Regions from separate parts of the Mus musculus genome. Here all the other regions are linked to region 2. Evidence: chromatin contacts called from public HiCAR-type and promoter capture Hi-C data. All regions are on one chromosome and are shown on one strand. Each heading gives the region's core, a stretch centred on a gene start, on an enhancer-like site or on the middle of the called end of the contact. The rest is flanking DNA. Distances are from core to core; before and after follow the strand shown. Region 1 holds the start of Aimp1 (aminoacyl tRNA synthetase complex-interacting multifunctional protein 1). Region 2 holds the start of Ube2d3 (ubiquitin-conjugating enzyme E2D 3). Region 3 holds the start of Npnt (nephronectin). Region 4 holds the start of Mttp (microsomal triglyceride transfer protein). Region 5 overlaps Gm19708 (a long non-coding RNA gene). Region 6 holds the start of Ddit4l (DNA-damage-inducible transcript 4-like). Region 7 holds the start of 1110002E22Rik (RIKEN cDNA 1110002E22 gene).

The links. Promoter capture Hi-C pulls out the DNA fragments that hold promoters and counts their contacts. HiCAR-type assays count read pairs that join an accessible place to other places.
Region 1: a contact with region 2 is called in a HiCAR-type map of astrocytes, with 2.9 times the contacts expected there. The contact joins the promoter of Aimp1 here to the promoter of Ube2d3 in region 2. A contact is called at or near these places in 2 of 39 promoter capture datasets (hippocampal neurons and pre-B cells) and 1 of 115 datasets of contacts at active chromatin or transcription factors (astrocytes).
Region 3: a HiCAR-type map of astrocytes shows a contact between it and region 2, with 3 times the contacts expected there. The contact joins the promoter of Npnt here to the promoter of Ube2d3 in region 2. A contact is called at or near these places in 1 of 39 promoter capture datasets (cranial neural crest) and 1 of 115 datasets of contacts at active chromatin or transcription factors (astrocytes).
Region 4: a promoter capture Hi-C map of liver shows a contact between it and region 2, with 7 times the contacts expected there. The contact joins the promoter of Mttp here to the promoter of Ube2d3 in region 2. A contact is called at or near these places in 2 of 39 promoter capture datasets (both in liver), 1 of 484 Hi-C or Micro-C datasets (CD4 T cells) and 2 of 115 datasets of contacts at active chromatin or transcription factors (embryonic forebrain and embryonic stem cells).
Region 5: a contact with region 2 is called in a promoter capture Hi-C map of pre-B cells, with 7 times the contacts expected there. The contact joins the enhancer-like site here to the promoter of Ube2d3 in region 2. A contact is called at or near these places in 3 of 39 promoter capture datasets (hippocampal neurons, neutrophils and pre-B cells), 1 of 484 Hi-C or Micro-C datasets (B cells) and 1 of 115 datasets of contacts at active chromatin or transcription factors (embryonic stem cells).
Region 6: a contact with region 2 is called in a HiCAR-type map of astrocytes, with 5 times the contacts expected there. The contact joins the promoter of Ddit4l here to the promoter of Ube2d3 in region 2. A contact is called at or near these places in 1 of 39 promoter capture datasets (hippocampal neurons) and 1 of 115 datasets of contacts at active chromatin or transcription factors (astrocytes).
Region 7: a promoter capture Hi-C map of hippocampal neurons shows a contact between it and region 2, with 5 times the contacts expected there. The contact joins the promoter of 1110002E22Rik here to the promoter of Ube2d3 in region 2. A contact is called at or near these places in 4 of 39 promoter capture datasets (cranial neural crest, frontonasal cranial neural crest, hippocampal neurons and 1 more) and 1 of 115 datasets of contacts at active chromatin or transcription factors (embryonic forebrain).

The regions. Positions count from the first base shown.
Region 1 is chr3:132,682,499-132,686,160 of GRCm38.p6, forward strand. It overlaps Aimp1 (aminoacyl tRNA synthetase complex-interacting multifunctional protein 1), which reads right to left and starts at 1,381. Exons shown (of 7, transcript NM_007926.2): 1 at 1,295-1,381. The coding sequence starts at 1,296. It overlaps Tbck (TBC1 domain containing kinase), which reads left to right and starts at 1,646. Exons shown (of 26, transcript NM_001163455.2): 1 at 1,646-1,896.
Region 2 is chr3:135,437,164-135,440,706 of GRCm38.p6, forward strand. Ube2d3 (ubiquitin-conjugating enzyme E2D 3) reads left to right here and starts at 1,963. Exons shown (of 7, transcript NM_001356597.1): 1 at 1,963-2,635. The coding sequence starts at 2,612. 4930539J05Rik (RIKEN cDNA 4930539J05 gene) reads right to left here and starts at 1,502. Exons shown (of 3, transcript NR_030689.1): 1 at 1,258-1,502.
Region 3 is chr3:132,948,614-132,952,194 of GRCm38.p6, forward strand. Npnt (nephronectin) reads right to left here and starts at 1,678. Exons shown (of 14, transcript NM_001287101.1): 1 at 1,360-1,678. The coding sequence starts at 1,430.
Region 4 is chr3:138,130,208-138,133,794 of GRCm38.p6, forward strand. Mttp (microsomal triglyceride transfer protein) reads right to left here and starts at 1,446. Exons shown (of 18, transcript NM_008642.3): 1 at 1,033-1,446. The coding sequence starts at 1,093.
Region 5 is chr3:137,989,513-137,992,919 of GRCm38.p6, forward strand. The region is part of intron 2 of Gm19708 (a long non-coding RNA gene); the gene reads left to right. Among named protein-coding and RNA genes, the nearest start is that of Dapp1, 9.7 kb to the left of the region's middle. Within about 2 kb of position 2,124, at least 31 of the 459 cell types and tissues checked have an H3K27ac peak or open chromatin away from gene starts, as enhancers often do. A contact at or near this core is called in pre-B cells, where this site is marked.
Region 6 is chr3:137,622,378-137,625,573 of GRCm38.p6, forward strand. It overlaps Ddit4l (DNA-damage-inducible transcript 4-like), which reads left to right and starts at 1,295. Exons shown (of 3, transcript NM_030143.4): 1 at 1,295-1,506; 2 at 1,755-1,896. The coding sequence starts at 1,806.
Region 7 is chr3:138,060,874-138,064,082 of GRCm38.p6, forward strand. It overlaps 1110002E22Rik (RIKEN cDNA 1110002E22 gene), which reads left to right and starts at 1,369. Exons shown (of 3, transcript NM_001370862.1): 1 at 1,369-1,425. The region is part of intron 1 of Gm5105 (predicted gene 5105); the gene reads right to left.

The sequences.
Region 1 (3,662 bases), core at 131-2,630, 2.8 Mb before region 2:
TGTCTGGATTCATCCAATTATTATACGGCAAAACCATGATTTTAACTTATGTTTGTCATTCTGAAATTCACACAATTCACTCAAAATGTTTCCCAAAGCCTAAATGCTTTCATTATTTGGGAAACACACTCAAGACCTGACTGGACACTTAGGACCTTTATTGAAGACACTGTTATGTTCCCTTTGAGGTAAAACAAAAGCCTCCTAACTGATCTCCTTTCTCACTTCTGCCCCCAGTCTAAGAGGGCTATGGAGTAACCCTCTTAAAACGAAGCTGGGTAACATTACTTGGCCTTGGAAAACCTTCTATGGCTTTCACTCCCCCTGATTAGCCCACACTCTCTGTCTGCATCATGAATCCCCTCTCTCAGTTCTGAGCCCACAGGCATTGGTCAGACCCCTTCATACTTTGGTAAGTTTCTGTTGCATGGCCTTCGCAATGGCTTGGCCTTATGACTGACTGTACTTCTTGAAGGTTTTCTCTATTGTTAATTCTATTTGTGTCACCTCCTTCCTAGAAAGCCATCTTTTCCTTGAGAACCTTCTCTGGCAACCATGTCAAATAATCTACCTTTTTTTTTTTATGGCTTAATACCTTTTCTGTGCAGTACTTATAATCTAAAATATTTAAGTATAAAATGCCAACACTAAAAAGCGTTTAGTGCTTGTTGCAGGGAACCCAAGCTCAGGGCCCAGCACTTACACAGGAGCACACAATCACAGGTAACTCCAGGTCCCAGGGGTCTGATGCTTTCTAGCCTCCGCGTTTACCTCCACACAAGTTTTGCACAAAAACTCACTCGGGCATGAACACATACCCATAAGTAAAACATATCAATATTAAAATACAGAGTGTTCACCTTACTTTTAATGCTGTACTTCAACAATAAGCCCTAGCCGAGAGGCAACGACTGGGATTTTTGTCCGTTTCGTTGACAGTCATTTCTACTTAGTTTATGGATCTTTACCCAATAACTAAACTGTTGCCGGGAGTATAGTGGTAGCTGGTGTTTCTAATATCTGTTGAAATCAAGGAATCTCCTTCTTCAACCCGTCCTCACGTACAAACACTGGAAATCCTTTGCACTCTCACTTAAAAGGAAACAAGGTAATGCATTCACCCCCTGCCTCCAGTAGCATGCTCTCCCTCGGCCACGTATTCATTGCCCAAACTAAGTTGAATCAAAAGGGGGCACGTGGGTGGAGGTTTTGACCGCGCTTCCCACTACTACACAGAAGGTCAGGTTCTTTTTCCCGGGTGAGAAAGGGAAGAACTCTGGATCGGGACACTCACATGAAGCGGTGACCCAACCGCAGCTCTTGAGCAGCCTCAGCCGGGAGAAGGAAGGGCCAGCCTCCCGCAGTCCCCGGCAGCGAGAAAGGACCCAGGAGGCTGTCCCTGATAAATGCCTGAGCGTTTCACAGTTTCACCGCTCATCGGCCGTCCGCTGCCTGCGCCAGCTCTCTCCCTGTACCACACTGAGCTCCCATCTCCCATTTCCTTCCTCCCTCCCTCCGATCTTCCCTCACTTCTTTCTCACTCGCTACATTTGGCTGTCTGTCTGGGCAAGGGACAGGCGGCCGGAAGTTTTGGGGTCTTCCCCCGGGGTTGCGTCTCGGCGATGTGACGTCATGAGCAGTGGCCGACCCGAGGCGGCGGCGGGGGAGGGGGTGCTGGGCGCTGTCAGTGGAGCGAGGTGCGCGCTCACCCTCGGGTTCTGAGCCGGGGACCCGGGAGGCCCGCGCGGACGGAGGCGTGTCGCTCCGGCTGTCACCTTCCCTAGGCGGCCTCTTGTAGACGCGCCTGAAATGCAGGACACGGCCCACTAAGCACTGCCAGGCATAGCTTCCGCGCTTAGGAGCTCAACCCCCCAATCTCTGCGTCCCCAGATTCAGGCAGGTATTCTGGTGTCGCCGCTTGCCTGGCGTTAGTGGGTGGGACTTGTGGGACAATCAGGTACTGTGAGTGACCCGGCCATTCTGCAGGAACCCATAGAACCAATCTGTGGAGCTGCTTGCTGTTGTGTTTGTCTCCAAACTTCCTTCTCCCTGAAGCCCAAGTTCACCGAGTCTTAGAAATGCAAATACGATTTTACTCTGGATAAAATCCACGTCTCCCCACTACCCCTCTTTTTTCCCCCCTTTTCTCCTCCTCCTCCTCTTCTTCTTCTACATTTTCGACTCACGTGAGTCATCTCCAATCTCTTTAAGAGTTTACATTGTGTCTTGTTCATTATAGGTGCAGGCCATGTTTGTGGTTTTCAGTGTTCTGGCTACAGAAACGTCAGACTTAACGTAGAAGTTTCAAAGTATTCCCTGAGTAAATTTTCCAAGCCAACTACCTGCCTACATGGCTTTCTCTTGTAATCTCTGACTTCATCGTTTTCATTTTTCACTCTCTTCTAGTTACCAAGTGTGAGCACCTGTGTGTGTGTGTGTGTGTCAATTTTTTGTTCGTGAGCTTCATGCACACCAGAGAGATAGACTGATACTGAAATTTGTTTTCTTGCTTGTGGTTTATCTTTTTGAGTCATAAACACTTGTCTGATTTTTCAGTTGTATGTTATTTAATGTCTATAACGGAAAATCTAATATATCATTGTAAAAGTTAAATATTAAAATGCTGAGGTTATGTCTCACCTTTCCTATGACTTCAAGCCTGCTATGTAGATATAACTTTCTGTAATTTTGCATCTACTCATTGAATAAGAAGTTAAGATTCAAGTAGACTTAAGCTAGCTCACAGTATCGACAAGATTCAGAATAGTGGTCATAACTATTTTCACATGAACTTTTGAGTATGTGTTTTGACTCCTCTATTATGATGAGAATAGCACTGGCTCTCTCCATTTATCACCAAGAAAACAAATTCGCCTGTGTTACCAAGTTTTCAGGTCCATTAATTCTGAAAGCCTATGGGAGACTTTATTTGGCTCCCAATGAACAGAGGAGCCTTGTGCTCTACAGGCTTCTTGTAGAGCAAGTCTGAGGTGTGCATTGGATATGAAGTGGTTTGCATCAAAACTTTTCGTAAAAACAGGATGGGCATAACCGATCTGTGGTGGAACTAATGTGTATATCCTTTTTATTATAAAGAGCACACATTAATTTCAATTGTCAAACCAGATTGAGGCAGTCTAGGGTTTCTCTCCTGGTCAGTCATCAAATGCATATGGCTATTAGTACTTGGCTTTTTATGTTTTGAAAGCAAGTAGTATCTTTAAACAAAAAGTTATGACTAATTAGCTGATGAAGTCTAGCAAATAGTGCTATCATTAATTCCTAGTGTAGTCTAGGGACACCTGCATTTTTTCCTTAGCAGGACTTTTACTTATACATTGTCAAAATTAGTCATAGTTCCTAAGTGTGTTGTTTAATCTATGTGCAGAAAAACAAATGTTCATGGTAGTAGGGATTTATAATTACTTTTCAGTGCAAACCCACACAGTGTGCTAGGTCACATTTTTTCCTTCCCTCAATGTCATGACCATGGACCTTTTTGTAATATCAAAGATAATTCAGGTTCATTCTTTCCCTCCAATGGTAAGTGTGCTTGATTTAGTAGATTGTGTGTTTAGATATATTTTTAACCTTTCTCCTTTTCAAACCCCCTTCCTCTGTTTTTGCCTTTTGGTTTCTCTTTGGAGAAAGCATGCATCCCC
Region 2 (3,543 bases), core at 713-3,212:
CTCAGAAAATGGTTCTGATGAAGTAATCTCTATCACTTGGCTGCTTGTTGTAAGTATAATCTCGGGCCTACTAAATAAAATCAGCATTTTAAACAAGACTCCAGGTGGTTCCTATGGCGAGTAGCTGAGGCAGCTGCATTCCGTTAACTGCTCCAGTGATATTACCTATGGTATACACCGTCACTCTTCGGCTATACATTGACTTTTATCATTTTACTTGCGGAATATTGCCTGCAACAGGTTCTCAAAATTCAAATTATTTCCACGTAGTCCTGAAGGACCTCCACTTTAAGTAGGGTCGTTTAAGGATGCTAGAAAACCTAAACATATTGATCTTTTTGAATGTCTTTCAAAAGTTAAAGTCTTACTTTTTACCCAAAGAGTACTCTCGATGACAAACGGCCCTCTACATTTTATGCAGGGCAGACTAAAACAGGGCAGTGGCACACTTAACAGATCTCACCCCCAGGATTTAATCCAGACCGATTCCCTAGTATTTTGTCACTTTGGGGCTCAAAAACTGAAACAGCAGAAGGAAAAGACGATTCTAGGATATTCCTCTTGCGGTTCCATACCTAAGGCTCTACCCAATCCGATCACAATAAAGCTGTATTGTTAAGGCTATGCAAACGCAGAACCCTGCAGGCCGCTGCTCTCAGATTGGCCCCTCGGGGTTAACAACGCGCATGTGTCCGCACTTGGCGGTGCGATCAGCACTCAGCCTGGATCTTTTAATTTGCTGTTCCTAATTTGAGGGGAGCTTCTTCGCGCTGCTCAGCCCTCTCTGAGGAGCACGGGAAGAAATCTCCATCACCTGGGCCGGCAGAAGCCGTGAACCGGCTCCACCTTGACTAAGGCATCTAGTCACCCCGCGGCCCCGCCCACAGCACCTCCCCGATTGGACGCCCGGGGGAGGGCCGTGTCGGCGCGCGACGGCCGGCCGGTCGGGGGAATTCCATTTCCTCCCCCGCCCACTAGCATAAGCACTCAGGGGCGGTGCTTCCCTCGCAAGACCCGCCCAGTAAGAGCCCAGGGGGGGGGTTGCCGGCGCATCTCGCGATAACTTGCGGATTTGGGGGCGGGTCCCGAGCCAGGAAGAGAGCACAAAACTGCCCTTAAGTCATTGCAGACCCGGAGCTGCTGCGAGCCTGCCACGAGGTTCTCGCGAGATCCGCCACCTCCATCCCAAGTGAGGAAACGGGGGGCCACTCAGGGAGGGGCGTGGGGCCTCGACCGCGCAGCTGCCGCTTCCATTACCTTCCTCCTAAGGTCTCCTTCCGGTTCTCGATGCTTCTCTGAATTTAAGGGTTTCCGCCACTCGCCTACCCTCCCCCTCAGCCCATGACCCGCCTCCGTCCCCCGCCCTCCCGGCCCGACCTCCGATCGCTTTAGCGAGAAGGTGCTGTTCCGACAGGGAGACGGCAAGCGGGCGGCACGTCCACTCGGCCCGAGCGAGGGAAGCAAACCGCTCCCCCCTGAACCCCTCGGCTCGCCCCGCGCTCGCGACGGCGGCGTTGGCGGACGGATACGCGGCGGTGAATAGGCGGGGGGAGGGGCGGAGCGTGGCAGCTGGCAGTAGTTCCGTCAGAGCGGACATCTTGTGGCTGTGCCGTGCGCGTGAGCCCCGTAGGGCCGGGGAGGCACCAGCTGCCGCGCGGGGAGGAGGCCGAGGCCGCAGCTCGAGGGAGGCCCCGGCCCTCTGTACGCGTGGGTGTGGACAGCTCGGGAAAGGGGAGGGAGACGGGCCGGGGCCGGCGCGGTGCCCGGGGGGCTGTGGGCGGCCCGAGCGGGCAGCCCTCGCGGCTGGGTGGGGTAGGGTGGGGAGAGGCCGGCGGCGGAGCCGGGGCCCGGCCGCAGGGGGAGGGGGCATGGGCGCGTCCTCGCGCCGGAGCTCCGCGGCCGCCGGGCGCGTGGTGGCGAGGTGGCGGGCGAGCGAGCGGGCGGGCGCGCGCACGCAGGAGCGCGCTGCGAGGCGGAGAGTACGGTGGTGTCAGGGGCGACCCAGAACAGCCCTCGCCGTGGGGACGGGAGCGCACCCGGGGCCCATTGCCTTGTGCTGGCTCGCTGTCCCTTGGAGCCGAAACCGAAAGGAGCCCGGCGTCGGTCCGGAGCCGCCCGCTCCCCTCCCCCTTGCCTTTCTCTGCCCGAGTGACGCCGGCCTAGCGCCGACTAGGCCCCGGCTCCTCCTCTGCCCGGCTCTGGACCCTGCCCCGCACCCACCCCTTTCTCCTCCGCCTCTTCCTCTCCCACCCGGGGCTCGTCTTCCTTTCAAGAGGCCGGGAAGTTAAACTTGTAACCACCTCTCGGCGCTTCCCGTCACCCTCTCGCCCTCTCTGGGGCGAAGCGCGGATCTCGGTAGCTGGTGGCTCCGCCACCCCGCCCCGCCCTGCCGGGATCGCGGCGGTTTTCAGGGTTCTGGAGTCAGCAGGGTTTCTCCGAGGCCCTGGCGAGTCGCTGACCTGCTCCGTTTTTGCAAAAAGGCGCCTGTGTCTGGCAGAGCCGGTGTGAGAAGAAGAGACAACCCTTCCCCGCCGCCGGGATAATCAAGAATTTTGGCCGGACCTTTGAGTACACCTCGGGATAGTGAGGAGCCCGGCGAAAAGCACAGACTATGGCGCTGAAACGGATTAATAAGGTGAGCAGTTTGGACTAAATGGTGCGGACAGGGTTGTGGGAAGAAAGGAGGCTTGGGGCCCAGAGGAAAAAAAGCGTGGGTCTGGTGGTGGATACAATTCTGAAAATACCTTTTCTTGGGTTAAGGAAAGGCAGGTGCACTTTGAAATGAGCTGTAAGATAGGGAACTGAATGGTTTGGGTAAGCGAAATGTTAGCTTTTTTCACTAGAATCTGTAAGTATGGGTGAGGGAGCGTGGCTATTAGGCTCCTCGGTTTTTTGCCTAAGAGTCAGGTTTGGGAAGTAGAATTGTGTACAGGCCCTCGGCTAATGTCATGGTGCTGCTTCCTAGTCTTGGTTCTTCAAAACTTATTACAGCTGCTAAGGCTTATTGGCATTCAAAAGAAAGGAATGTAACAGATGAAAAACGTTTTGTTCCAAACTTGACTGAGAGTCTGGGTATGACAAACATACCTCAGTTCGCTAAAATGTGGTGACGAAGTCTGTTCAGAAGCTTAACCAAATCTGGGCAGTTACACAAGAGTAAGTAGGGTTGGGAGGAGGTGGACCGACACTGTTGCCACTTCCTGTGTTGTGTGGTCGCTGCTCTCACCCGAAGCTATTTATCTGAGGCACTGGGAACCCTGTAAAAGCCTTCTGAAAGATCCTGGGGGGAGTGGGGGTTGACAGTGCAGGGAAACTGGATGGGGAGACTGTTTTTGCTTAAAACCCATCTTTAAGGAGGCTTGTTTGAGCAAATCGATATAGTTTGATAAGTTGTCAATTTAAGTTGGCAAGAACTAGAATTTTTTTCAGAAATATTTTGCGAGTGGATCCACCTCTCCGGTGGTTTAGTCTCATTTTCTTGCTCTAACTTCTATCCCGCATTTTAAGATGGCGGCTGCTTTAACTGGCTCGGGTTCTTTCCGG
Region 3 (3,581 bases), core at 428-2,927, 2.5 Mb before region 2:
AGAGGAGCTTATTCAAAAATCAAATGCAACCAACCAAGCTCTTTCTATACAACTGCCTCCTCCTCCTCCTCCTCTTCCCCACCACTGCTGTAAGAAAAGCCCAAAACCAGGCCGTGAAGAGTGTCTCAAGTGTCCTCGTATTTTACAAGCTGTCTGCATCAGCAATCCACATTATTTCCCTCTCCGATGTAAAGTGTACCCAGAGAGACTCCAAGTTTAGGATGCAGATTTATGCATCAGATCACACTTACACCTGTGACTGTTAGCCTGTTTAGATTCACACCTACCAGACTTTCTGGACACCTAGGCTGTGTGTGTGTGTGTGTGTGTGTGTGTGTGTGTGTGTGTGTGTGTGTGTGTTTCTTTGTAAATGGACACCTAGGCTGTGTGTGTGTGTGTGTGTGTGTGTGTTTCTTTGTAAATATGTGTGCCCCAAAGTAATGCACCACAAATCCAAATGTGGGCAAAGAATTGCTTTTGGAAAATAAAAGGCTTAGCCTCTGGCTGCTTTCCACTCTTCTTTAAACTCTTTATCTCTTCAATTCATCTTCGCTTTACCCTCAGGCTCAAAGTACAAAACAACCCCAACTTCTATTTCCTCCGACCAGGTGGTGAACCGGGAGCGGGTGCCTTTTTCTTCCGCGCTCCGAGGCTTTTCCTCTGGTCCCCTCCAGGGACAGGAAAGCCAATCAATCCTGGAATTGATTCGTTCCAAGATTGCAGGTAAAACAGGTGCGGCATCTTCAAGGCAGCCCTGGGACAAGCTCTGAGGGATGGGGACAGGGGTGAGTGGTGGTGTGAGCCAGCGGGAAACCTGTCCAGCTGAGGCCTTCAGTGGGGACTGAGCCCGGGATCTCCGGGGAGATCGCGCGGTGCGCTGCCTTGGGGGGACACGCTGAGTGACAGCAGAGACCCTGCCGGAGGTTGTTGGGACCTGTCAGAGCAAGCAACAGTCAGGCCCGCCAGGTCTGAGCGGTGCCGCGTGCTACACACACACACACACACACACACACACACACACACGCACCCCGAGCGCCTCCTCTCAGTACTCATGTTAAGCTTGTGTACACCGTCCCCCCTCCGAACCACAAACCGAGAGCCCTCGGGTGCCATTTGTTCCAAGTACGGTCCTCGCCGCCACCCTTTGTCGAATCGCCGGGTCACCTGCAAGTTTCCCCTCGGGACACAGTCCATCCTGATCACTGGCTGTAGGGACGCTCCACGCGTCACCTGTGTCCCTGCTCCTGCCCGCTCTCACCGCACACGGGGCACGAGCCTCTCTTTCTCCTGAGCCCGGAGCCAGGCTGCTCCACTCGAGGTCCCTGAGGGAAAGGGGAGGGCACCCGAGACCCGCCTCACCTCCCGTCGAAGTCGGCAGCCACCTGCAGGTAGAGCGAGGACGCGAGCACCGCCGCTAGGAGCACAGCCATGCCGGAGGACCGGGACGCGGGGACGCTGAAGGTTGCGGGGAGCTGCGCGTCCCGGGATCTCCCGGCCGCCTTCGGCGCGGCACCCGCGGCTGCTGGGACGCACAGAGCGCAGCGCGCAGCCGGGCAGGTCTGCGGCGGGCTGGCAGAGCCCCTCCGGCTCCCTCCTGGCGAGGGGAGGCGCTGCGGCGGGAGCCGCGCCGCCCGCGGGGAGGGGCGAGGCGGGAGGGACGCGCCGCGCAGCCCGCCGCCCTCCCTGCCCCGCCGCCCTGGTGCCCTGGGCGCGCGCCGGGGCTCGCCCCTCCCCGGGCCCCAGGGGCAGGGGCGGCTCAGGGGCGGGGATGCGGCGCGCAGGCAGCCTCGGCCACGGGTGGCGCTTGCCCCCGGGCTGCGAGAAAAGTTGGGAGCAGAGCTAGGGAGAGGGCTTGTCGGGTGACCTGCCTGAAAAAGTGAGCCCAGCCGCCAGAGGCTGGGGCGACAGTGGGGTTGGAAGTGGAAGTACGCGTTCTGTGGGGGTAGACAGATGCCCCCCCACATACACACACAGGTGGTCTATAGGGGAGAACCCAACTTTTCTGCACCTACCGGAGGGGTTCCTGGACTGATGAAGGCAGGCAGACCCAGATTGCTTCTCCTACAGAGCTGGAATATCCCTGCACCTTTTAACGGGGGTGGGGAGTGTGGTGGGGGGGGTTCGGCTCTCAGGTCGAATTTTGAAGAAGAACTCTGGGCTCAGGAGAAAGAGAAGAACCTTGGAAAACTGTCTGTGTCCTGAAGCTCCACTTGGTGCACCCCCGTGGGTAGGGCAAGTGCTCCACCCCAGAGGAAGGGGAGTTAGTTACCACTTAGCTTGTGGTGTAGCTGGTCTTGAGGGGACCTCTTTAGAACCATTTGAAGTAGTTACTGAGCTATCATAAAAAGCATTGCACCAAAGGACTGAAAAGAAATGATTTTCATAAATATACGTTCAAACTTAAATCATTCCCGTCCTTAGGCCATACCCCCAATGGCTGGCTGTCCTGTCCTCTCTCTCTTCAGTCCATGATCTCCTGGCCTGGCACCCTCTAGGCATGCATTGAAGAGGTTGTGTGTATAGCTGAATCTCACTTCCTTGCCTAAAAGTCACCCTAAAAGCCAAATATGAATGCTGTTTAAAATTCTTATCTTCCCCTCTGGTGTCACGTCCAGCCATACTTTGCCTTCCCCCCCCCATTGTACTGATCTTTTCTCTTACAGCATAATTTGTTTATCTATGTCTTCTTTCTGTTGTAATGTAAACTCTCCAAGAAGAGCTATCTTTGTTTAGTGCCTACAACATTGCCTGGCACATAGTAGGTGCTCATAAATGTTAATCGAAAGTATTTGCTACCGTACATTCAACTGTCACTCCGTTCGCATCATTTTAAGGTTTCTGCTACTTCAAATTGTTAACGAAAAGTTCTGTGCCAGTTTGGTTACACTATCCTGATTTATCAGTATGTGTAAAAACAGGACTTTTCTGCAAGAAAAGGAAAAATAATAGTTCTTTGATTTCCAAGTTGCTTCTGTTAGCAAAAGAAGTTTCTATTTTAATCTCAGAAAATTATCCTTGCCGGTTCAGGCTTGGGACACTGTTTGAGGCAAACAGCTTGGTGTCATCCATTTCAGATGCTTCTAACAAAGTCCAAAATAGTCTAAGAGGCATAATATTTTTTTCTGCAGAAAAGTCAAATGTTTGTCAGTGTAATGTAGGCTTGCTTCCCGACCCCACTCCTTGGTGGCATGCATTGCTTATTGGCTCCTGTTCGGTTCCTGAAAGAGCTCCATTGGCACAGTGGATGGTTGGGTTAACCTGCAGGCTAGAGAATAACTTCAGAAGAGGGGAGAAGAGTGATAGGTGGAAATAAGACAGTGACTGCACACTTCTCTGACATAGGTAGGGTTTTTTTTTTTGTTTTGTTTTGTTTTTTTTTTGGCCCAGAAAACTTCCACATTCCTTCACTTGAACAATCTCCACTTATACTTTTTGGATCCATGCTTATATAATTTTTTGGCTTGTCTTCTATTATATGGACTTCTATAATATTATATGTCTCCAAGAGCAGCTCTTGGCAAATTATGTTGTCATTGCCTCTCTGCCACATTAGGTCTTTCTAGCCAACAAGAAGCCAAAGG
Region 4 (3,587 bases), core at 196-2,695, 2.7 Mb after region 2:
GAAAGAGAGAGAGAGAGAGAAATATTGAGACAAAGTTTGCTTTATGATCAAAAGTCACATTGGTCCCAAACAGATTTAAAGTGTGCGTGTGGTTATTTTATGTCCATCACTCAGAGGACACAGTACTAGAAGTTGATCCTACCATGACAGATTGCCTTTAGAGCGATTGGTCTTAACAGTATAACTTTTTATAAACTATAAAAAAGTGACATCTTTATACAAGGTTACAATGCAAAACCCAAAGACTTTATAAGCTGCTGGATCTATAGAGTTTACAAGCTGCTGGATCTATAGAGTTTACAAGCTGCTGGATCTATAGAAGGTTTCACAACAGCACAGCATTCCATACAACACTTTCAAACCACTCCTTGTGAAATCACTTTCCTCTAGGATTTTCCTGATGTCATTAATTCATATTTTAAAGTAACGTTTGCCTTAAAACAAAAATTGTTAACTAGGATCGCTATTTTTAAAGGACGTCTTCTTTCTTACATCCATATTACATCGCAGCTTTATTTTCCTTCACTCCCTGACTCAGGTTATGCTACTTCCTTTCAAAAGCAATGGGAGTCCATACAGGCTTTACCAGTTCATTCCTAATTCTTTGGTCATCAAATGCCTTCCTTTTATTGGGTCTGATTCTTCTTGTCCTTCCAGTGCTAAGCAACCAGACTGGGTTATTTTACAATTCAAATGAAGGAGCTGCCTTCTGTGTGTCTATCAGCAGGTAACATTAGCTCATAACTCTCTCCAAGAGTGAGAAACTGAAGCTAGAGACACACTGCTCTGGGGTGGAGGGTGGGGGGTGGCAGGGCTGAAATGAGAAAGGAATCTCTACTTTGGTAAAAGAGAGCAGGAAATTAAATTCTGTCTTCCTTTCCACCTTGTCACTTCCTCCCCCAGATATTCCAATCTTATATATTTTCAAAAATTGTATAGTTAGGAACTCTTTCAACACACACACACACACACACACAGAGAGAGAGAGAGAGAGAGAGAGAGAGAGATTAGGGAAAGGCAACGTAAACTTACCTTTAACGGAAGCAGAGTAGGAGGAGAAGAAGCAGAGAAAAAGCACTGCCAAGAGGATCATGCTGGCTCCCTCTGCCACATCCAGTCCCCGGGACTCACTGAGCAGTGGTGGCAGCCAGCAAGGAAGTGACCCTCTTCAGAACCGGCGACAACAGTGTTTATCTATAGGGGAAAGGTCAGATTCCAAACTCCAAAATCAGGACCTAAGTTCATGGAAGGGCTCACTATTAATGATTAAACGCAGGTGGGCTATAGTTTGTAGTCTCTCGCTTTTAAGAAATTTGTTTCAGTAGGGCAGTGGTGGCGCACGCCTTTAATCACAGCACTTGGGAGGCAGAGGCAGGTGGATTTCTGAGTGTGAGGCCAGCCTGGTCTACAAAGTGAGTTTCAGGACAGCCAGGGCTACACAGAGAAACCCTGTCTCAAAAAAAAAAAAAAAAAAAAAGAAAAGAAAATGTTTCATCCCAGAAGGAAAATCAAGGGAGTTTTTATCTTGTATTCCAAACTAAACCAGTGAACAGTCTTACATATGCAGAAAAGACGAAGTACTAAGAAGTCATGCCAACAAAACAAAACAAACTACAACAAAAAAACCTAGTTGTGATACTTTTCTGCTCAAGTACACAATCATCAGCAAACCTGGAGAATCCTATAATTTGTAAGGAAACGTGAGGTTCAATAAATCCCAACCTCGTTGAACCCTACTGAACCAGAATACATCTTCTATGATTATTTTTGAATTTTTATACTATCACCAACCATTACAAAGATGACTTCCAATTGCAGAATTTATCCTAAGTCATACCACCATTGATAAGGATAATGCTATGATTAGGCCTTTTATCCCTGAAGTACAGATCGTCGTCCTTATATGGGAGAGAAAAGTCAGGGTTGGGGCAGTCAGCATTTGACAGCATTAGTGTGTCAGTAGGCCAACTGAGGATACTAGAGTGGCCCTCTGTAAAGACAAGTGATGCCTGTTTCCCACATACCCAGGTTCCTAGAATGGGAAGCCAGAGTCCCGTTGTTCCTTCTGAGTTACAGTTCTCTCTTTCTCTCTTTCTTTCTCTCTTTCTTTCTCTCTTTCTTTCCCCTTCCTTCCTTCCTTCCTTCCTTCCTTCCTTCCTTTCTTTCTTTCTTTCTTTCTTTCTTTTTTTCTTTCTTTTTGGTTTTGGTTTTTCGAGACAGGGTTTCTCTGTGTAGCCCTGGCTGTCCTGGAACTCACTCTGTAAACCAAGCTGGCTTCGAACTCAGAAATCCTCTTGCCTCTGCCTCCCAAGTGCTGGGATTAAAGGAGGGTGCCACCACTGCCCAGCCTGAGTTACATTTCTAAGAAGAGATTCAGAGGACAAGTCCCAGTTCTCACCACTTTTGCAACAGTATGTTATCTAGGATACGTCTTTCAAGAGAATGCCCTCATATGTATAGCTCTGGCCACACTAAGTGACCCAGCTAACATTTGTCCCTGGAAGTCCTGATAGAAACATAAACACTTCTAAGGGGGGTGGGGGAGTCAAGTCGATTGGGTAGAAGAAAAAGGAAGTTTGGAAGTGAGGGTTATTGGGATATTGGTCTATGAGAATATTTATGGCCATGTTTGTTTTACATATAAAATGAATTCTTAAAGCAATCCTGGTTCCCCTGAAAATCTGCCACTCCCCTAACCTTGAGTTTAAGTCTTTTAGACAATTTAGATTAAAGATAGCAAGCAATAGAGCTACAAAATAAAAAGTAAAAGTTAAAAAAAAATGTCCTTTGAAGTGTGTTTTCCTATGCAAAATTGAAAGGTGAAAATTACCTTAACCTCCTCTTGAGAGCAGAACTTCATTTGCTATTACCAGTTTTCCTGGGGCCAGACAGGAAAGGGCGTGCTCACAAAACAAACAAACAAGCAAACAAACAAACTTCCAAAAACCCAAACCTTTACAGAAATGATTTTGTGGATACCGGGTGGCCATATACAATGCACATACAATGTAATGTGAAAATGCCTGTCCCTTGCTTTTGGTTTAGTTGCTGTTGTTGTTACTATAGTTTATTTTTTGAGATGGCACTGGCTAACCTGGAAGTCGCGGTGCAAAACAGGATGGCTTTCACTCACAGTGATCCTCCTGCCTCATCTCCCAAGTTCTGGGATTAAACACATGTTCCCCCAATGTCTATCATTGCTTTCACTTTCACAGATTCCCACAATGCTACATAGGTGGACAAAGAAAGCCCTCATGGTCACCGAGGCTTACACACATATTTATTACAATAAAGAACTATTTTGTGTCTTACCCCAGTGTCTAAGAGCTACCTTGCATTTTCATCTCAGAGTCACACTCGGAGTCACACTTGGATATATTTTACAGCTATCACTATACTGTGTGGTATGTGATACGTGTCTCTTTGGGTAAAGTTCTAGTCGTTGTCAGGAGTTCGTATCAGAGTCCAACCAATAAAAGGCATATCACGATTACCTAATCAAGTGAGTGCTGTTTCGCTTGAACATTTGATTTCCACAAGAAAGCACTATGGTCAGGAGTCATTTCGTCACAAGACACACAAAGAGG
Region 5 (3,407 bases), core at 874-3,373, 2.6 Mb after region 2:
CTCACCACACCACCAGCTTTACCACTTCAAGACACTGTGTCCTGAAATATGCTAACATCTGCATTTGAGGGTTAGCGCGACAGGTGCTCTTGGTGCTGATGAAGCGAGACACCATCTGCATGGAAAGGTCGCGCTTAATCATCTCAGCTCTGATTTCTGAGCAGAGAAAGCATGGGCTGAAATGAAATCTCCAACTCTCCAGTTATTGTATTTAAGCAGCAAAAGCAGCCGCTGACTCAACACAATGAAACCAAGTCAGCTGAGCACCCTGGATGCTGTGGGCCTTATCCAGATACTTCACCTTCTTTGTTGACCCTTACCTATTAGTGATGTCAGAGATGGTGAGCAAGAACGAGGAAGGCAACTGTCCAGCTGAGGTATCTGTGAGATGTTTGACTTCCTAGAGTGCCCAGCATAAACTTAGACAAGAAAAAAATGTCAACTTTAAAATTCCCACTGGTGGCAAGAATAAGGAGACGGGTCAGCCGAGGTGTCTGAACACTTTGGGATTGGAGTTCCAAAATGAATGGGAGCCCATTCAACAAGAGGGAAACTGTGCCTGGTAGTGGAAACCTAGCCAAGTCCCTAGCAGTGATGAAGTCATGGGTCTTGGAAGGGAACCTACAACTGCCACTCTACCAAACCAGCAAAAGCCCTAACTACATTCTGAGTATCTCTCCTAATACCTGCAGGTACATAGTCCCCACACCACATCAAGGGGACTTCTCTTTGCAACAGATAGACTGTCATAGAAAACCACGACCCATCAAAAATGCAGAGTTGTGGTGCTCAATCCCAATAGATACATCTACCTACAGCACAACTCCTGCCCCTAAGGCTCAGGGATCACAGGAGGAAAGTGGGTGGGAAGAGCGTATGAGAAGAGGAGCAGGAAGTTTGCTGTGAGATTGTCTCCTAGAAATGTCAGAGAAGCTGCCCCATAAAGTCTCACCAACATGGCTGCCTAGACAGGACCTGAACAAGGGTGGTACCAACAGATATGCTAATATGTTGCTTTTGAGGTACCAACCTCAGACAAAGAATACAGGCAAGGAAGGAATGCTGAAAGCAGGACAAATAGTCTTTCTTACGGAAGGGCACACCAATAGGTATCCGATACCCAAATGATCGTTGGGTATCGGATAACCTATTGGTGCAGCCCTGAAAACATACATACAAGTAACATTATACAGACTTAGCAGTTGTATTTAAGAACTCACACAGGCATATACACACACACACACACACAGATGCACACACAATTAAAGAAGCTATGAATTCGAAACAAAGCAAGGTGTGGGCACCTGGAAAGAGGTGGCGGGAAGAAAAGGAAGGGGGAAAAATGATGTAACTATATTAAAGCATCATACGAATAACAGTTAACAAAGAGAGAAATGAGTGGGAGGGGACTTAGAACTTCTGGGGAGCATCGTGGAAGGCATGGCTTCAGTTTTGCTGTGTGACAGGTTGGGCCGAGAAGCTTGGGAACAGGGAGACACTGTGGCTTAGGTCTGCCAGGCTTACGAAGGGCTTGACACGTTGCCTTAGACCACTGTTCTTTCCTTACGGACTCCAGGGATTCAAAACCCAGCTCTGGTGCTGTTTTTAAAATTACAAAATATTTTCTGAGCTACAATTAAGTCAGTGGTAAAGTCAGACTTTAGCAACATGCTTTTGGATGTGCTAAAGGTCCTTGAACGACTTTCCTTGAAATTGGATCAACAAATAACGTATTTCTTACAGTAACCCTGGAAGCTATGAGTTGGCACTGTAGAGAATAGAACTCCTCTCGCCACCCAGCGGTGGGTGGCCTTAGTTCGTGGACCAGGTACCCAGTCTCCCTCACGGACTCAAGCAGGACCCCTGTGCTGAGGATATCTCACCACTAGGTGGCAGTCATACTGTATTGGGGCTGCGATTGTTTTATGTGTTTAGCTCTCCCATTGCTTCACCCTCCCGTTTACATTTTCTTTAAAATGGTTGATTCTAATGATTTTCTCTTACATTCATGGAAGATACTAAACTACACGTTTAAAACGATTCCGGTGTAATGTCTAACCTGTCTTGTCAAGCTCTGCATGGTTTAATTCTTAGTTCTACTTTACATTAAATGCTTTGGAGGGTTTGTTTTTGGTTTTCGAGACAGGGTTTCCACTGTGTAGCTCAGGCTGTCCCGGAACTCACTCTGTAGACCAGGCTGGACTCGAACTCAGAGATCCGCCTGCCTCTGCCTCCCCAGTGCTAGAAAGGCCTGGTTTGTTATTGTCAGGAAAGGGCCTTAGGTTTCCCAGCTGTCTTCAAACTCCATAGGTAGCAGAGAACTCCTGGTCCTCAAAGGGTTTCCAGCCTCTGTTGCCACACCCAGTTCATGCAAACTTCGGCTCCATGCTAGAGGAGTAATAGTTTACCAACTGCACTACATCCCCAACTTCTAACACTGAGATCGCTACCAAAAAGATTTAAATGAACGAAAAGAGATTAGAATAGAAAGCTTCCATTTTATTCCTGAAACGCCCCCAAGTCCCTCTGCCCTGCCTCAAACACGCTACGCTTTTAGCGCTTAGTTTTATTTTTGTTTCTTTGTTCGTTTTGTTTTTTAAATCCTAGCCTATTTAGTAAAATATAGATTTTCTTTTTTTCATTTAAAATAAGACCTGAATGTATCTATAGAACTACTGAGGTAAAAATCCTGCCTAATAATAATAATAATAATAATAATAATGAGAAGGAGAAGGAGAAGGAGAAGAAGGAGAAGGAGAAGAAGGAGAAGAAAATCCAACCATAGGGCTCTCAGAATTACAACGGAAACAGTTTACAATAGTTCCCTGCAGGGAAAATTTATTTGGATACAGGAAGGTGGAACTGGAACAAAGAGAAGAATTAAGAAGAACTAGAAGATGTTTGCAGAAAAAGTATTGTAAAGATAACAGGGAAGAGAGGAGGGCACAGATGAGATGGTGGAATCAATGCCTGAGACCTAGAGGAACAAAAGCCCCGAAAGGAACCAGAGATCTAAAGGCTGCAGAGAAACAGGAAGTGTGCGCTTCACAACAGCCACCCACAGGGGGCCGTGTAGAGCCCTACACTGAACATAAAAGCCAAGGGCTAGAGTTTTGACTCTCACAGGTGGTCGGTCACTAGCCTGAAAATCCCCCACCGGGGTACTGGTTCATTATGTTTAAGAGCAACCCCAAGTGAGTCTCATGTTCTGCAGAGTTTGAGTACCATCAGCAAAGCCCATGCCAGAATCTGCAGATCAAAACGGCATGGTGATGGATTTGTAGTTCCTAGACAAGTGATTTATACTGCGAGTTTGTGTCAAGTCAAAGTGCCCTAGGACCTAAGCCACTTTATGGCTGTGTCCATCAATGCTTCTAAACAAAAAAGGTCCCCACCACCCCTAAGAC
Region 6 (3,196 bases), core at 45-2,544, 2.2 Mb after region 2:
GAGTTAAAAATGGACCTTCAAGCTGGCTTTAGTTTCTGTTGCTCTGCCTGCAAGTGTCCTCCCACTGATCTGTTTATCACACTCTCTTTACCACTTTTGTTGTTGTTTTTCCTTCTGAGAGTTTTTTTAGCCTGGACAGCGGATCCTACTTCTCAAGGCCCTAACCTGCAGGTCCTTCCTTGCACGTGGGGACCCAAAGTGTGCGGGAGTGGTGCTGGAACCTGGCCTTGAATGAGGTTCACCCTCACCCCAAGTATCTCGGTCTCTTCCTTTTCTGATCCACCTCAACCATCTCAGCAACCTCAGCAACCTCGCTGGGAACGCCCACCCATTGCAAACCCTGTGCCACTGGCGCAGGGCAGCAGGAAGGGTGGCTTAGTAAAGTTAGAAGAAAACGTTTGGCATCGTGCTTTTAGTGGTGTCCCAGACCCTCTGTTCCCTCTTGCTCAAGACTCCCCGGAAAGAGTCGCAGAGCTTATCCTAGCAGGACAACTCTTTATTCTCATGCCCCACAAGCTTTTTAAAGACCACTAAAGCTTAAACTTCTTCCCAAACAAGCCCACCGGGAACTTTTGCTTCTGGGAATGGCAATTGCTCCTAACTATCCTGCGGCTGGAGCAGGCAACTGAGATCCTGTTAGTGGTTTTGTTTAGTTTCTTGGCACTGGCCCTCTTCAATTCAAGTTCTGTGCCTTTCGAAGCCAGGTCTTAGAACAGGGCCAGGCTCGCCCTGGCCGCGGAGAAAAACGGTTTAGTCACAGATGTAGTATCCCCAAAGATGCCCCATTGATTCCTGAGTGCAGCTGAAGCTAGAGAGCCCTTACCACATCCCGACCACCTGCGGGGAGACTGGGTGCGGACTGGAGCTGATGGGTTAGAGTCAGAACATGGGCATAAAGGATGCTCACAGAGCACAGTGTCAACTAAGCCAAATACTTATTCAGAATGACACAGCAAAGTTTTGGGTCATGCCTAACAGGACCTGGAGCTTCTAGCTGCTTGAAAAGTTCCATAGCCAAAACCTGAGCAGTCTGAGCCTGGAAGCAGGCAAGCTGTGGGCAGGGGCTCACGCCAAAGAATCTAGGTTAGTGGCCGAAGGGAGATGCTCTTTAGGAGGGTGACCAGTGGCCAACTCAGGGTGACCAGTGGCCAACTCAGGAAGCAGCAGGTGTCCGCCCAAGGCGAGGCTGATCACCAACTCCCAGGGGCTTGCCTGGGCCCCTGCCTGGGAAGGAACTGAAAGGTGACCTGACCCTGCAGGGGCGGGCCGGGGCACGGGCCCGAGCGAGTGGCGCAGGTGGGCGTGCCGGCCAGGAGGAGAGGCGGGACCTATAAAGCGCTCTCCATTCGGGAGGCGGAGCGGCCGGGTGCAGCCTGTGCTGGTGGGCGCGGTGGCCCGCAGCCTTCGGCTTGCTGCAGGACTGTGCAGGGGACCACTGTCCAAGCTTCGGACTACTGAGGGGCGCCTGCCTCGGTTTACCCTTCAGCGTCTGGTGAAATCCGGCAGGTGAGCGACCCGAGGAGGCGGGATAGGGCAGGGTCGCTTCCCAGTTGTGCTGACTTTCCAGCTACTTCCAGCCTGTTGGCTTTAGTTGGCGCCTCCGCTCCTAGGGCTTTGTCAACTTGAGTTGCTAAGGCTGGTCCCTCCCTTTGGAAGGGCAGTGCCCGGGCTAGTTCGCCCTGGCGATGCCGGGACTCTGAGGAGCCTGTGCACTTCTTGCGTGCTTTTGCAAACTTCTCACTTTTTCCTCCCAGCGCCTAGGGAAAGATCCGTTCTGCTCCGCGAGGGAAACAGAGCCGTTGACCATGGTTGCAACGGGCAGTTTGAGCAGTAAGAACCCGGCCAGCATTTCAGAGTTGTTGGACGGTGGCTATCACCCTGGGAGTCTGCTAAGTGGTGAGTCTCTGGGCTGTCCACCTCTTTCCTATCCGAAGGTTGCGGGGCCCCTCTCTAGTGTAAGCGTCCCTGCCTGAGTGCGCGAGACTTCATCTCCTCCTAGAGACACAGAGGACTATGAAACCCATCTGAGATCTCTTTCTAAACTTCCTTTGCATTGTCTGCCCACCAAAAACAAACGTAAGGGGAATAATGCGTTGTTCCAGTCTGCTAAGAGGCTCTTGGGGATGAAGTTCCCTATCTCATGGTTGGAACATTAAGTGTACAGGCTGGGTGTGTTTAAAGACATGCGCTTACTTGTGTAGCTAGCACCACCACGTCCGTCCCCCCTCCCCCCCCCCCCCCAAATTCTCCCTTTTCTGTTTGCCACCTAATCCTTCTCTTTCCCGTCTCCAGAAGACCATCCTTCGGCATTTTGTTACCACGTTAGTTTTGCTTTTAGAATGTTAAATAATAAGTGTATATGCTCTTCTCAGTTCGGTTTGCTTTCCCACCGTGTGATGTTGTAGAGTTATACACTTACCTCATCAGTGAGTTCCTTTTCGTTGCTAAGTAAGATTCTATTATGAAATGCACCCACTGTGCATTAATGTCAGAAGAAAACTTGAACAGCCCTGGTTCTACAGGAATCATCATTTGCAACTTGAAACGTCAATTTCTAATCTGACAGACTATTCAACTATGGAAGAGTGGTGTGAGCATATATTAAGTGGCTTAAGCTCTTTAGATTTTCTTCATCTATAAGATAATATTATAATTCTAAATTTGTCTGTCTTCAATGTGGATAAAAATACAGATATGATTTGGAATCTATTTGTTGGAATTTAAAAAATAAAACAAAAAACAAAAAACAAGCAGTGCCCTCTAAGTGAGCTAATGACATAGAAAACCAGGAGAGGAGAGGAAGGCTCGTGGCCGCAGTGTGGCATGGCACCCGGCCAAGTAGTAGGATTAATTTGGAAGGTAGGTGACCAAATGCAGAGCTATCTTTTTTCCTCTGAGTAAACCTAACTTTGTTTTCCTGGGACTGTTTTGTTTTGCTCAGCTAAGAAAAACTGACCCAGCCCGGTTATAAATAAACTCAGGAACCTCAAAAGTCCTCTCTCCTCTGCGAGCAAACTTGAATCAAACAGGTCAAAGCCAACACTGGACCTCCAGGCCATCCTAGTAAGGACTTCTAACGAAAACTAAGGCTGGTAGATCATTAGCATTGGGACAGGCTCACTTTACAGCGTTTGAAACCATTCTGCACGCCAACGGTCCCTTTGTTAAGCAATAGTGATGATTTTTATTCCAGATG
Region 7 (3,209 bases), core at 119-2,618, 2.6 Mb after region 2:
AATTAGCCTGCGATGGGTATGGTCCTGTGACACCCCCCCCCCCCATACACCTCATAGACTTGTACTCAATTAACTACTTAAGGTTGGTTGGGTCCACCTCACACCCAATTTTAACCAGGGCTGCAGCATTTGATTATTGGGAAAAATGGTGAAAAGCCCTACAGAGGCACAAGCTTTTACTTAGCCTCGCTTTTTTTTTTCAGTCCATAAAGTGGAAACAATAACTACTTTTTAGTCATATGATTATGGAGGGCTTATTTCAATAACCACGTACCTTTTAGTACATTAAATAGTATGATAGGGCACCTTCTTTCAGATGCCAACTTTCACATGTCCATCCCTAGGCTTGGAAAGGTGCTAGCCACGTCCTAGGTCTTAGGCAGTGGTCCCCAGAAAAGCCTTCTTCACATAAGTGTGTGCTGAGAGCGATACACATCTTTATGGAAAGACCTTCAACTCAATATAAAGCACCACTGTCTCTTCCCTGCTGTGCCCCAGACAAACTAAGAATGTTTGTGGTTGGCCAAGGGTTTGGCATTGACTCTGAGGTTAAGTTTAACCTAATACATCTCTTCGTTTCCAGTCTAAGGTTTGCCTTCTGTGAACGGTTTCTTCTCTTGAATAGCACACTTAGTTATCTTATTATGCCAGATTTGGAGACCCAAAATATAAGCATGACCTTTAATCAGCTGGTGGGTGGTCTGGCCTTCGTTCTTCACTTCTTAAGTCATGTTAAGGTTTTACATACACTGAACTATCTCAGAAACCCTTCAAGGAAAGCTAAGAGACTTTCTCCTCAGAGAGAAATGTAACAACGCTGAGTCACTTCCTTTGTTGCTCCTGGAGTTCCCATATAAAGTTATCAACAGGGCATACCTTGCCTGTCTAACCACGCGTGCCTGCTCACCATGGGTTAATACTGGCAATATTAGTCACATCAATTGCTCAACACCTGAGGTCAGGCAGGCAACCACTGAGTTCATCTGTAAAAAAGTGATCAGAGTCATCTGTAAGAATAAAAGGCACGGTGGCTACCCACCTGTAAGAATGAAGGACACGGTAGCTACCCATGACTCCAAGCTACTCCACTAGATCTCAGACCACCCCTTTTCATGGTACCATAAACTAACCCAGAACTCTGAAAAACACCAGAAGGGAAACCGTGTGGAGTCCTTAATTGTCTTCTTTACCCTAAAGTTGGCTGCTGTTTTTCTATTTATACATTTCTTTTCTTTTAATAGTCAGCCCTACTATGGTGTTTCAGCTTATTTGATTTTAAACCACAAAGGGAATTTTTGGTTTGACTTAAAAAAAAAAAAACCTTTTGGAAATTGACTTTATATGAAGGAACCCCCACTACCACCATATCGACACTGGCATTGTTTAGCTGGAAATCCTTGAAGGAGCCACACACCTATTCTGAAGGTAAGAACCCACGTTAGAACCGAACCAGGCTGTGTCTGATTGTGGGGGAGGGGGTTGGGGGGAGGTGGGGAGCTTGGCCAGGGCTGGGTTCTCAGAGAGGGGAGACCTCAGGAGGTTTTGCGGAACTTTGGGTATTAAGAAATTATGGTGACCAGTTGTAGTCTGGGACCTTTAATCCTAGCACTGGGGGAGGCCGAGGCAGGTGGATATCTGAGTTCGAGGCCAGCCTTGAAAACACAGAAAGAAAGGAAGAAAGAAAGAAAGAAAGAAAGAAAGAAAGAAAGGAAGGAAGGAAGGAAGGAAGAGAGAGGGAGAGAGAGAGAGAGAGAGAAAGGAAGGAAGGAAGGAAGGAAGGAAGAAAGGAAGGAAGACAGGGAGAAAGCAAGCAAGAAAAGGAAAGGAAAGGAAAGGAAAGGAAGAAAGAAGAAGGGGAAGAGGGAGAGAGAGAGAGAGAGAGAGGGAGAGAGAGAGAGAGAACATTACCATATACCCTGTGTGTCAGAACTTTCAGTTTTATATTTTGCTAACCACAGGAAGAAACTCAAGAAAAAAAATCTGTTGTGTTGCGATGACAGACAGGGCCATATGACAGCGCTAGAGTGATTCTTCCTTGGACTATACAGAAACTCTCGCCTCTTGATTAGCCAGGAAGCACATGTGTCTCACACTGTCTTGGACTATCTCCAGGGCTTTCTTACTGCCCAAGGCATGGTCAGCCTCAAAGAAAAGTAAAAATGGCGAGCTCAAAAGTCTGCTTGCCTGAGAGAAGGGGACTATATTTAATCCATTTTATTAACAGAATCGTGTTCCTTAGCCCCCCAAGTCCATAAAGTGTTCTCGGGTTGAATATCTGAAATAAAAACAAACAAACAAACCTCAACCAGTTACATAGATTATTTGTGGTCATGCAGATTTGATAGTTGACGGGGTAACAACTCTGAATGGTTTTGTGGGGACCCACCTTGACTGTGGGGACCCACCTTGATTGCCTATCGTAACCGTAAAGGTCTCCAGCTGGACTGCCTAGGTTTGAATCATGCCCTACCTCTGTGTCTCAGGTTCCCCGTCTATAAAATCAGTATAGTAATTGTACTTAATTCATGTGGTTCTTACCAGAATTCAATCATTAATATGTGCGTAAATGTTAAAAATGTTCCTAGTTAGTTGTACTTACTAATTAAGAAACTAAGATTTGGAAGGTATTTCTTTTTCTTTCCCATGACCCTGAGTTATGGCTTAATAACCATTGCTTTATTCCAGATGTTTTCAGTCTCTTCTGGGCACGTTTTAGTGGCAGTAGAGAGGGCAGAGGGCTTGTCCTAGGGAGAATGGTGGGGTTGGGATGCCTACAGGGAGAGAAGGTAGACGCTGCAGTTGTCAGGGGTGACTACTTCTCACTTACGCACATGCCTACTCAGAGGAAGGAACCCTTTTCAGCGTGGGGATGGCATTCATGTCAAAAGGGGATGGTTGGCGGTGTTATTTTCCTTTCCACAAATGTGGATGTTTAAAATAGGGCTTTATCCAATCGGCATAGGTGACACACAGACTATGTATAGAGGTGGACTTGGGCCTGGCAGATGATGAGGGCCAGGTCTCACCAAAACCTAGTCGTGGTTTTCCATGGACCATGCCCGGGGAATCGCCCCAAAGGTTGCTAGCACTGACCCCTCTGTTGCCTTGGCAAATCTGCCTGTCCAGATCTTGACTTGTTTGGAATGAATCTATCTCAGAGCGGGTGAACTGGGATTTTGGCCGTATTTTCAGGGGCATGCCAGAGGCTC